2 separate regions of the Triticum aestivum genome follow, and region 2 is linked to region 1. A link is a contact called in public Hi-C data. All regions are on one chromosome and are shown on one strand. The core of a region is the stretch at or near the end of the contact, and the rest is flanking DNA. Distances in the headings are between cores, read along the strand shown.

What was found. A called contact is a pair of places that touch in the nucleus more often than the background predicts.
Region 2: a Hi-C map of leaf shows a contact between it and region 1, with 3 times the contacts expected there. The contact joins the promoter of LOC123120385 here to the promoter of LOC123120383 in region 1. A contact is called at or near these places in 2 of 5 Hi-C or Micro-C datasets (leaf and an unstated tissue) and 1 of 1 datasets of contacts at active chromatin or transcription factors (leaf).

The regions. Positions count from the first base shown.
Region 1 is chr5D:236,064,401-236,069,728 of IWGSC CS RefSeq v2.1, forward strand. LOC123120383 (cytochrome P450 714C2) reads left to right here and starts at 2,807. Exons shown (of 7, transcript XM_044540360.1): 1 at 2,807-3,064; 2 at 3,410-3,552; 3 at 3,691-4,072; 4 at 4,635-4,855; 5 at 5,099-5,328. The coding sequence starts at 3,766.
Region 2 is chr5D:236,323,442-236,328,769 of IWGSC CS RefSeq v2.1, forward strand. LOC123120385 reads right to left here and starts at 3,168. Exons shown (of 1, transcript XM_044540362.1): 1 at 1,947-3,168. The coding sequence starts at 3,019. The coding sequence ends at 2,336. LOC123120384 reads left to right here. Exons shown (of 2, transcript XM_044540361.1): 2 at 154-1,391. The coding sequence starts at 231. The coding sequence ends at 989.

The DNA of each region.
Region 1 (5,328 bases), core at 1,557-4,056:
CGTGTCTCTTGTTCTTTGGGTTCGTTGAGCTCGGCCGTGGAATCATCGATCAGGCAGACTGGAGAGAGAGAGAGTTCGTCGTGCGCACCCCAGAGTTTGAACCTCTCAAGGGTCCGCGGAACCCCGAATCCGACACTTGCCAACCATCTTCTCGACAACCCAGCCCTTGCCGCCGCCATGGGGTTTAGCAAGCTTGGCAGGAAGCACGACCACGAGGCCGGCTCGTCGTCCGGGTGCTGGCCAGCCAACTTCACCATTGCCCCGTAGTTGGCACGCCAGCTGCTCTACCTCCTGGTCCACGTATGTCGATATTTTTGGGAGCATGACATTCCGGCGCCATGCCTGGACATAAATCTGCCGCACGACTGGCACCTCAACTCCGATAGGGTGCCGGCGTCGGTGGTGTCACGGTCGGACCGTGCGCGGATGGTGGAGATCCGCCGCCACCGAGCATGACGTCCACCGCCAACAAAGGTTGGGTGCGCCGGCTGCGTGTGCTCCATCGTCGGTGGTGCTGAAGGGGGAAGACCAAGAGGAGGAGGAGGCGTACCTCGCGGCACTCGAGGAGGCCACCAGGTGGGCCTATGAGGAGTCGAAGCTCCAGGAGCTGGCTAGGTGGCCAGGCCTTGTGTGGGCACTGGCAGCTTCAACGGCTGGCGTGGAGGCCAACACGCATGGCTAAATTTCGTGTTTTGACCCTTTTTTGAAAGTTATTCGAAATCTAACCCCAGTTCGTAAAAAATTCAGGATCTGGCCCTTTTTCCTATCGCCATTGTCTCTGGCGGTAAGGTTTAAGTGTGTGCCGCCAGAATCTCTGATGGTAGACTTTGACTACACCGTAACGGACATGTAACGTGAAAAATACCCTACCGTGACGGTAGCCCCTTGGCGGTAGGGGCCAATGAAATGTCAAAGCCCGTGGCAGCTAAAGCTGCGTTGCACTGCTCCATAAAGTGTGCTGCTTTGAAATACTAAAAGATACTGTAAGATAGATGGTGCAGGTATGGGGATGGGTGAATGATTGAGCTGCATGCCTTGAACGATCTGTTCATGCATGTGATAGATGTATGGATGTGCTGCATGCATTGAGTGCTGTGTGCATGCATGGGAGCGTGAGCACACAACAGCGGCAAGTTTCAGGCAGTAGAATTTTATATGATCCCTCTCTCATGTGCGCGCTCGCTCTCTCTCGTGCATGACCAGTGACTGACTACTAGGTTAATAGATTATTCAGATTGACAGGGCGTGTGGAATCTGGCTAGAGGACCATACCGTCAAATACCTTGACGGTAGGTTGCATTGCCTGCCGAGAAGGACTACGGCGGTCTTTTTTATATTAAACGGACGTGACGGTGCCGGCAAGTCCTATCGTCAGAGGACGGTAGATTATGCAACCCTACCGTCATAGACTCTGACGGTAGCAAAATGGTTAGAGCCGAAATTTTTATGAATTAGGGTCAGATCTTGAATAACCTTAAAAAAGGTTAAAACACGAAAATTTGCCCACCACCGCCACCAGCATCCGGTGTGTAGTCTTGGGAATGGACGGGCATTGTGCCAGTCTACATGTTGCGCACGCCTGTTCGACTGGGTGTGACCAATGAGGAGGTTGAGCGAGAGGCGGCAGAGCGGGAGATGGCGGCATAGCGGGAGACGACGGCACAGGCGGTGCAACATAAACAGCAGACGACGCAGTCGGATGTGACACAACAAGCGCCATCACTGGCGGCCTACTAGCAGGCCTTCGAGAAGACCAACGAGGGTAGACAACAACAACTCCTAGGTTGCAAGCTGTGGGGTTGCTTTTTTTCCAAAGTTTTTTTCTTCATGTTTTAAGTTTAAATTAATGTAAGCGGACTTTCGCCAACGGTTTAGATATTAAGATATACTCCCTCCGTTTCAAATTACTCGTCACAGAAATGGATGTATCTAAAACTAAAATACATCTAGATACATCCATGTCTGCGACAAGTAATTCGGAACGGAGGGAGTATTTCTAATGTTTCTTGGATTAAGGTTTTTTCTTAAATCACCCAAGTCTAAAATTCATCGTTTGTGTTGGGCGCATCTACGTGCCCGCGGCTAAACACGGACATGACGGCCGACATCCGCCTAGCCGATCCAAACGAACAAAAAAGATAAAATCCGCGTCTGTTTGCATCAGCGTGTTGAAGTTGGGCCGACGGACTGCAATTGAGTGTTTGTGTCATCGACACCTCTTCAGATAATGGAGGGACAAGATCCACTGAATACGAACGCCACATGGCTAGGAATAGGATTAAAGCTAGCTGTTTACCGAAAATTGCTTTTGGAGCTGGGGCTTCACGGAGGCCGGTTTTTGAAAAATTCTAAATTCAACATATTTCTATATTTTAAAAATTTATGAAAAAAATACAAATATATATGGAGGCATAACACACATGTGTAAATTTTCAGGACGAAATACGTTTACATTAGAGCTGTGCAAAAAAAATTGTGACTTTTCAGCACACGATACTATTCATCCCAAAAGTCCATGAATTTATTCATTTTGCACAGATCACATCTTAAGGTATTTCATTCTGAAATTTTACACACATACACATCACATCCTTGTGTAATTGTACAATTTTTTCAGATTTCTTTGAAACCAAAAAGTATGAATTTTGATTTTTTTTTTCAAAAAAAAAACAGCGTCCATGGGGCCGAGCTCCAAAATGCCGTTCTCGCTGTTTACGCTGAGTTCTGTCTACCGCTGTAAAAAATATTTTGAAAGAACTCCACCGCTGTAAATTGAACTGGCCCTTAAGGCCATGGTGGCGGAATGAGAAAAGTAAGAAAGGGAAACGTATTTGCATTGGAGTAATTTTGCTAGGGTTCTTCTCTCTCTCTTCCTCTGTATCCCCACTCGCGAAAACCACGAACACCAGCGAATCCCGGCCCAAATTCATCTGCAAATTAGCTGCGGAATATTCCCTCCTTTCCCCAGTAGCCTAGATTGCGCGGGCCGCGGCAAAGAGTAGCGCAATTTTGGCGGGCGGGCGCTCGTCCTTGCTCAATCCTGCCTGTTTCTCTAGTCCTACAGGTTAATCTCTTAAAAGAACATACTTGCTTTTTTGATTTGGGGAATGAGTCTATTTTTTTTTATCTGCTCTATCTTCAGTTTCAATCACGAGTCTTTTTTCTTTTGTTGAAATTCGGGGCAGCGCTCCTTAGCCATAGCGTTTCATCGCTTGTCTGTTAGCGTGGTCGATTTGTTTTATCTAGTAAGTTAGTAACCATGCTCATGTATGAACGGTAACATGTACAGGACTGATACTCTGCCGCCTGCAATGATAAAATACAGTACATGAAAGTATCAGTCTACATCTTCTTGCGGCCTAGTACTATGATTACCTATTTATCTGAGACCTTGCAACTTTGCAAGCAGGTTGAGTGTGTTAAGATTGTTCCACCAACTACGAGCATCTCCTCACCCGCCGAAGATGTATTGTATTTAGAACCGAAATTGTTCTTGTGATGGGGGTGCTCTCTGCTCTGGTCATAGCAATCAGACAAAGCTTCTCTCTCAGGGTATGGCAAATCAAAATAACTATGGTCTTTGTTTTGCATTCTTTACTTATTTCTTCTAGAAAACTGGCACTGTCTTATCTGCTAGCTGCTTTCAGAGTGCGTGGCTAATTTGTAGTTTTGCACTTTCCCTGCTCCCAGCTGCGCACCATGGACCACCCAGCAAATATGTATCTTCACATACTATGATCATCTCTCTCTCTCTCTCTCTCCCTCATGATGATGATCCTCTCACCGCGGCAATGGCTGCTGCTGCTACCTCCGTTCTTCCTCTCTACTCTTCTCTTCTCCTACCTGTACACCATCCTATGGCTAAGGCCGGAGAGGCTCAGGCAGAAGCTGAGAAGCCAAGGAGTGAAGGGTCCAAAGCCTTCTTTCCTCTTCGGAAACATACCAGAGATGAGGAGAATCCAGAAACTTGCCACGCCTTATCAAGAAGAGGGAGCAGGGCCTACAGATCGCTTCTCCTCAAATTATGTGGCCATTCTGTTCCCTTACTTCCTCCACTGGACCAGAGTTTATGGTATGTTGACAAACCTGTAGATAGTTTCAGTAAGGAAGGAAATTTAGCTTGAATTTGTTTGGTTGCTGAATTCTAGTCTATTCGATGTTTAATAAATATATTTGTAGCTTTTGTTAGTACAAGTCTTCCTGTAGAAAGAGATATCTATTTTTCTTGCACGGCAGAATTTGTGGGGGGTTCATGGGGAATGCACAATTATAATCACAAAAAAAATCGAGGCCTTTTGTTGTTTCAAGGCGAGTAGATGGTGCTAGATGCTGAAGCCAGTTATGTTCTTTGATGAGGACCTGTTATATCCTGGAATTTCGTAGTCGTTTAGATGATGTACTATATAGCGTGTCTCACCATATGTTGACTAATCTTCACTTTGAGCCATTAACTTAACATAAACTTTGCTTTTAAGAATATTTGTATTTAAGTTCTGCTTAAGTAGACATGTGTATTATTTTACTGTTATGAATCTTCGATTAGACAGCGGGATTTGGCCCGATAACATGGATAAATGGCCTCTGACCTGCATATCTAAACCTTGCAAGTTGCCGTAAATTTGATGTTGTGTCAGGTTCCATCTACTTGTATGCTACTGGAAGCATACAAACTCTACATGTCATAGATCCTGACATGGTGAAGGAGCTGGCCAGTTGCAAGTCTTTGGATCTTGGAAAGCCTAGCTACTTGCAGAAAGAGCATGGAGCTCTTCTTGGTACGGGAATTTTGACGGCGAATGGTGACCTATGGGTACACCAACGAAAGGTCATTGCACCTGAATTCTTCATGGACAAGGTTAAGGTAACTGTGCCTTCGCCGTGAGTATTTTTCTTCAGACACGCCTTTTTTTAGACAAAAATGCTTCAGACAGTGTTTTTTCATGGTGTTGTTCAACAATAATGCTTCAGACACGCTTTTTTTTAGGCAAAAATGCTTCAGACAGTGTTTTTTCATGGTGTTGTTAAACAGTAATGCTTGCTTTAAAAATGCTTACTACATGCACCATTAGACTAAACTTGACTGTGGAAATATCCACAGGGAATGGTTAATTTGATGATGGATGCTGCACTATCAATGTTGAATTCATGGGAAGAAAAGGTTGAGTCTGAAGGAGGCAGGGCAGAGATTCTAGTTGATGAGTTCTTACGGAACTTCTCAGCTGATGTTATATCAAGAGCTTCTTTCGGAAGCAGTTTTGTCGAAGGCAAAGAGATATTTTACAAAATTCGCCAACTTCAGAAAGCGATGGCGAAGCGAAGTATGCTTAT
Region 2 (5,328 bases), core at 1,918-4,417, 260 kb after region 1:
TTCTGAAATCGTCTTTTGTGTATAGTTCCACCCAGTGGCAGGATCCTTTTGCGCCCCCCTTTTTTTGTGTATAGTTGTGTAAATTGTCTTTTGTTATTTATTGAGTAGTTTATGGCAGTATCTACCCTTGTACTGACCTTTTCTTTGTTTCAGGTTTTGATACTGAAGTGGGAGAGTGGTATACTCTGTTTGAGTATAACATTTATTTTCAGAAGAAACCACTTCTCCACATGGCGGGGGCTGAAGTAGGTCATGTGGTGTTGGATAACAGCGATACTGAAGTCTCAGAGGTTGTGGAATGCGATTCCACAGTTGTAGAAGTGCTGGAGAAGAGTGCCAGTAAAGAATTTGGTTTGCAACTTCCCTTGGGAAACAAGGAAGACATAGAATCCCTCGGCACAGTTTGTGATCTTGAGAATAACGAGGGTAATGCTGCTGAGGCAATCACTCTGAACGTGGTTGCACTAGAAATGTCCATCTCTTGCAAGGCTCCAGATGAAAGTATTTCACTGGGTTGTCAAACACCAAGGGGAAACATCTTTGACCCCTTCGCTCCAGGACCAGAGGAGGCGCTCTGTGGTGCGCCGAAGAAGAACGTGGTCAGGGGAGTAGAGACCCTCTCCCGCAGGAAGCTCATTTTTGAATCTGATGACTTCCCAGTCAAGAGGTTAAGCTTTGAGTTTGATGATTCGGAGGAGGAAGATCTGTATCTCCAGGGGATCTGCAAGATGTTTCTTGATCTGATCATCTCAAACCAAGCGCTGGAGGCAACCGGAGATGGCGAGGCTGTTCTGATAGACGCCATCCCACCTGAAAGCTACAAGACCCCTGAATCCAAGCCTCTGCTGACCGGCATCGCAGACACCTGCCCGGACGCTCCTCTGCGGCCATCTCTGAAGATGATCAAGCTCAGCCCAGGCATCTGCCGGAAGCTCGACTTCGGTTCGGTCAGCCCCAAGACTCTTTTCGCTGAAGACAATAAGAGCTGAGCCTGTTCCCATCCTTTGGGAACATGGTCTTGGTGCGGCATCCTACAGAGGCATGTCTGTCGTGGTAACTTTGCTAACTCTGAAGCTGTACAGAGCTAGCAGTGATGGTTGAGTAGGAAGCAGCCTTGATTAAGTTATACATGTAAAATCTATGTTTAGTTTTCCTTTAATTTTAGCTAAGCCCAGTCTTACTGCCCTGATGATTGATGTAGTAGTACCGGCACTTGTGCCTTGTGGGCTTTCGGCCTAGCGTTTTGTAAATCTTGAAAAATAGTTTGTTGTCTCTCTGTGCTTGCCTTGAACTGAAGCAGCTGTTGCAGATTCATCCTTGCTTAGCTTCGATCTTTGCACTTGATGTATTACTCTGGTGACACCGAAATGATGCAGTGGCGAATTCCAACATGACTTGGTTTGGTTTGATGCGACTGGTGTAGGGTGAGCTGCTGGCGTACTAGTGTTAATTGTGCTGAGCTGTAATTCATCTGCCTTATTAATTGTGCTGGTCTGTCGCGATGATTGATGGCTGCTCTTCCTGTTAATCTTAGCCGTCAGATAGAGCCTCTGATGGACTGGCTGACGGCCTCGATTTGTCCCTGGCTTTGATATCCTTTTTCGTCCCCTTTGTGAGGAGAAAGGGAGCTTTCATTGATCAGAGGAAACAGGACTAGAAACAGGGTTTATTTTTCACTGCCTGCGTATGTTTGACTTGTATTTGCCGACATATTTGGTGGCATCACGAATCCAGGATGTTGTAACCTGAAAATTACTTTCAGCACAGGTGGCTTGGCTTTAAAGGGTTATGTAAAGTAATCAGAACATCAAGGACTCGAGGAAGGTCTCCGAGCGACCCCCTAACAGCAAGCTATATGGAGTATAAAGCATACGTATAAGATAATAAGGCCGCGCTTAGGATTCGTGCGCACAAAGCAAGAATCTAGACACATGATGATGATGCGATGAACAATAAGAGCAAGCCATATGTGCGTATACTAACTAGCCCACCCTGTCTCTCTCTGTCTCTGTACAAGATATTCCATCAAAATCGTAAGACCAAACCCAGCAATGGAAACAACTAAAATGACAAATTCATAATTCTACCAAGTCCGAGACTAACTATACTATACTGATGATGAAGCGTCGACGAAAATTCCAGAAACACCTCACTCTTTTCTCTTCTCTCCGTGATGACAACGACGTCGCCGGCCCCACCCACACGTGCCGTGCGTATCAATCGAACTCGGCAGGAAAAGGTGTCCTCCTCGCTTCCATCTCCGGCGACGCGCGCGGCGGAGACGGACAGCTATCGTCGAACGGACGGACGAAGGAACGAAGGAAGGTCGGTAGGATCAGAGCTTGGTGTGGTCGCGGCACTCCTGGCTGCGGACGCCCAGCTCCGCGACGCCGAATACGAAGCTGCAGTCGGAGTAGGCGACGGCGTGGCGCTTGAACACGCCGAACACCGCCACCCGCCCGGGGATCCTGGTGCTGGCCTCCAGCGGCAGCGACCCGGTCTCCACGTCCGTGACCAGCTGCGCCAGGTCCCCGGCGAACCGGTCCGCCTGCAGCGTCAGCGCAAGCTTCACGTCCGCGTCCCCCTTGCTGGGGACGCGGCCGGGGTCGATCTCGGCGTCGCCGACGTGGGCGCCGCGGTAGGTGAGGTCCGTGTGGCCGCCCGACGGGAAGGAGAAGGAGGCCGGGTTGGGGTTGTGCACGGACACCGTGAGGAGGAGGGTGACGTTGAGCTGGATGTTGAGCGCCGGGAAGGTGAGGCGCGGGGCCACGCCGATGAGGCGCGTGGAGACGAGCCGCGTGGTCGGGTCCCGGACGCGGAGCACGGTGAGGAAGAGGATCAGGAGGACGACGGCGACGAGGACGAGGGTGACGGCCAGGCACGCGCAGCAGAGGCAGCCGCGGCGGCGCCGCAGGCGCTGCTTCTGGTGGCGCGGGTCGTCGACGGGCGGCTTGGAGGTGGCGGTGTGCGTCGGGAGGCCGCCGCCGGTAACGTTGCCGTAGCCGTTGGTGGACGCCATTGGTTGGGGCAGGCTCGGGATGCTGGGAGAGATCGAGGGGGTTGCAAACTTGCAGTGGCGGCGAGCGTGCGTGGGTGCGTGCGTGGAGGCGGAGGCGGAGGTGGTTTGATTCGATTTTCCGGTGGGGATGGAAGGATATCAATGCCCGGATGACGACTTTTATACTGCTTCTAAACACGGCTACTAGTGCAAATGCGAATCGATTTCTCTGAGTTGTTTCCATGTACGCAAAATATCGTTTCTGTGTGAAACTACAAATATTTTTCTTTTAAAGATGTTTAATCATTTTCCTTTTACAGCACGCGCATGCAACGGGGAGGCGGATCGGGCACACCGATAGTACACGGCCTAGTGCGTAATTCTATTTGGGAACATGTACACGATCCTTTTTTTTTGCGGGGGGACATGTACACGATCCCAACGAAAGAAAAGGAAAAAAACATGTACACGATCACATCGGAGTGGTTGTTGATGGTCTTCACAGGAGTCTCACACAGTGACAGTGTACTCCCAATGGTTGGACGGTTGGGGTGTATGGCTGGGCGTTGGGAATTGAATGCTGGGACGGGGCAAGGCTGGCTCGCCATGGGCGGCGCCGCACCAACCAACCAGACCGGCGACGAGGGGCGCGAAGCGAACTGACACGACGCCCACTACGCAGGGCTGGGCGGGGACGAATTAAATGGCCGCGCTCTGGGCGGGCAACGCGTCGTGGTCGCCGTCGTCCGCCTGATGGGCCGCGCCAATTAGTCCTCCAGTTCCGTTGCCCGTCCACGTCCAGCACTTACTGAGCTCCCGTGTTTCCACGCTCCAACCGGTACCAGCAATCCTCCCCGTCTGTTGGTATCGCGGTGTCATCATGTTTCCACGCCCAACCGTGCCAGGATGGGAGTCATGGAGACGGACATCATGGCCAGCTCCAAGTCCACCGTTGACGTCCAGAGACGGATCTCCTCTTGCTGGCATCTCAGGATCCCTGTCTTGGCGGCTGATGTGATTCTACCCCCCCCCCCCCCCCTTCCCGCGAGCCCTCCCCTGTCTCCCGCCGACGGCCACTCTGGCCCCGGCGTCCACCAGCCCCGCCGCTCTTCGCCCGGACGCGGCGTCCACTCCATGGTGGCTTGAGGAGCCCGCCCTCCGTTTCCGCTCCGCTCCAGGGCGAGCGGCCGGTCGTATCCGGGCTGGGGCTGTCTGGCTCGCCTGGATCTGCCCGCTCCTCGTTGGCCGCGGGGCCGGACAGGAGGTGGAGATGCCGGCGGCTGCTGGCCCCTGGAGGAGGAAGGGCTCGTCCCGCAAGGCTATGTGGCGCCGTCGCAAGGCGTTGTGTCGCCAGCAGGAGGCGGTCCGTCCGGGGTCGTCTTCTTCCTCCGAGCGGCGTCTGGTCCCGCCAGACCTGTATGGCCTCTGCTTTCGATGTTTCGGGGAAGGCCATCGCCGACAGGACTGCACCAAGGAGCCTCTCTGCATCCGCTGCGGGCTTTCGGGGCACGTATCCTCGCAGTGCTCTAGGCCGCGCAGCCCGATCTCGGCGGAGGAGCTCCGCAGGGCGGTCATCGCCAAGGCCTCCAGAGACAGACCGGCGCCTCGGTCGGACCACGGCTGGGAACAAAGACTGTTGGAGCCCAGGCAGAGCGCGCCGCTCTCATCGGTTGCGCCCAGTCCCCTTCCCCTGTCGTCCTCCCTTCCGGTGACTGCGCCCCTATCGGAGGTGTGCATCGTTCAGAGGTCGACTGGCATGGAGGATTTGGAGCGTCGTCTCCAGCTTGCGGTGGTCGTGTACGTGGGTTGTGCCAGGCCGCCGGTGTCATGCGAAGAGGCCACGGTGGTGCTTGCGGCTCAGCTGGACATTCCCAGGCATCGTTTTTCGGTTCACAAGTATTTCCTGGAGGACTTTCTGGTCGTTTTTGCTTCGCATGAGTTCAGGAACAGAGCGTTGGCGAGGCCAGTGGTTCTGCATCTGGGCGTTCAGTTCCATATCAAACCTTGCTGTGCCAGGCTCAGGCGATGGCGAGGTGCATGCGTGTCCAAGCTGACATTTTGATTCAGGGTGTGCCTTCCCACCCGTGGACCAAGGATACGGCAGCGGAACTGCTCAGCAACTCCTGCCTGATCGACAACCTTGGGCCGGAGACGGAGAATCGCGAGGATCTCTCCCTCTTCAAGCTGAGGGTGTGGTGCGTTGATCCTGATGAGGTTCCGGTCAGCTGCCGGCTTTGGGTGCCAGATCCGGTGGCTTCGGATCCTGCGCAGCGGCGTCCTTCCTTCCGGCAGCTGTTGGAGTATCCCGCACTGATCCACATTGGGAGGTT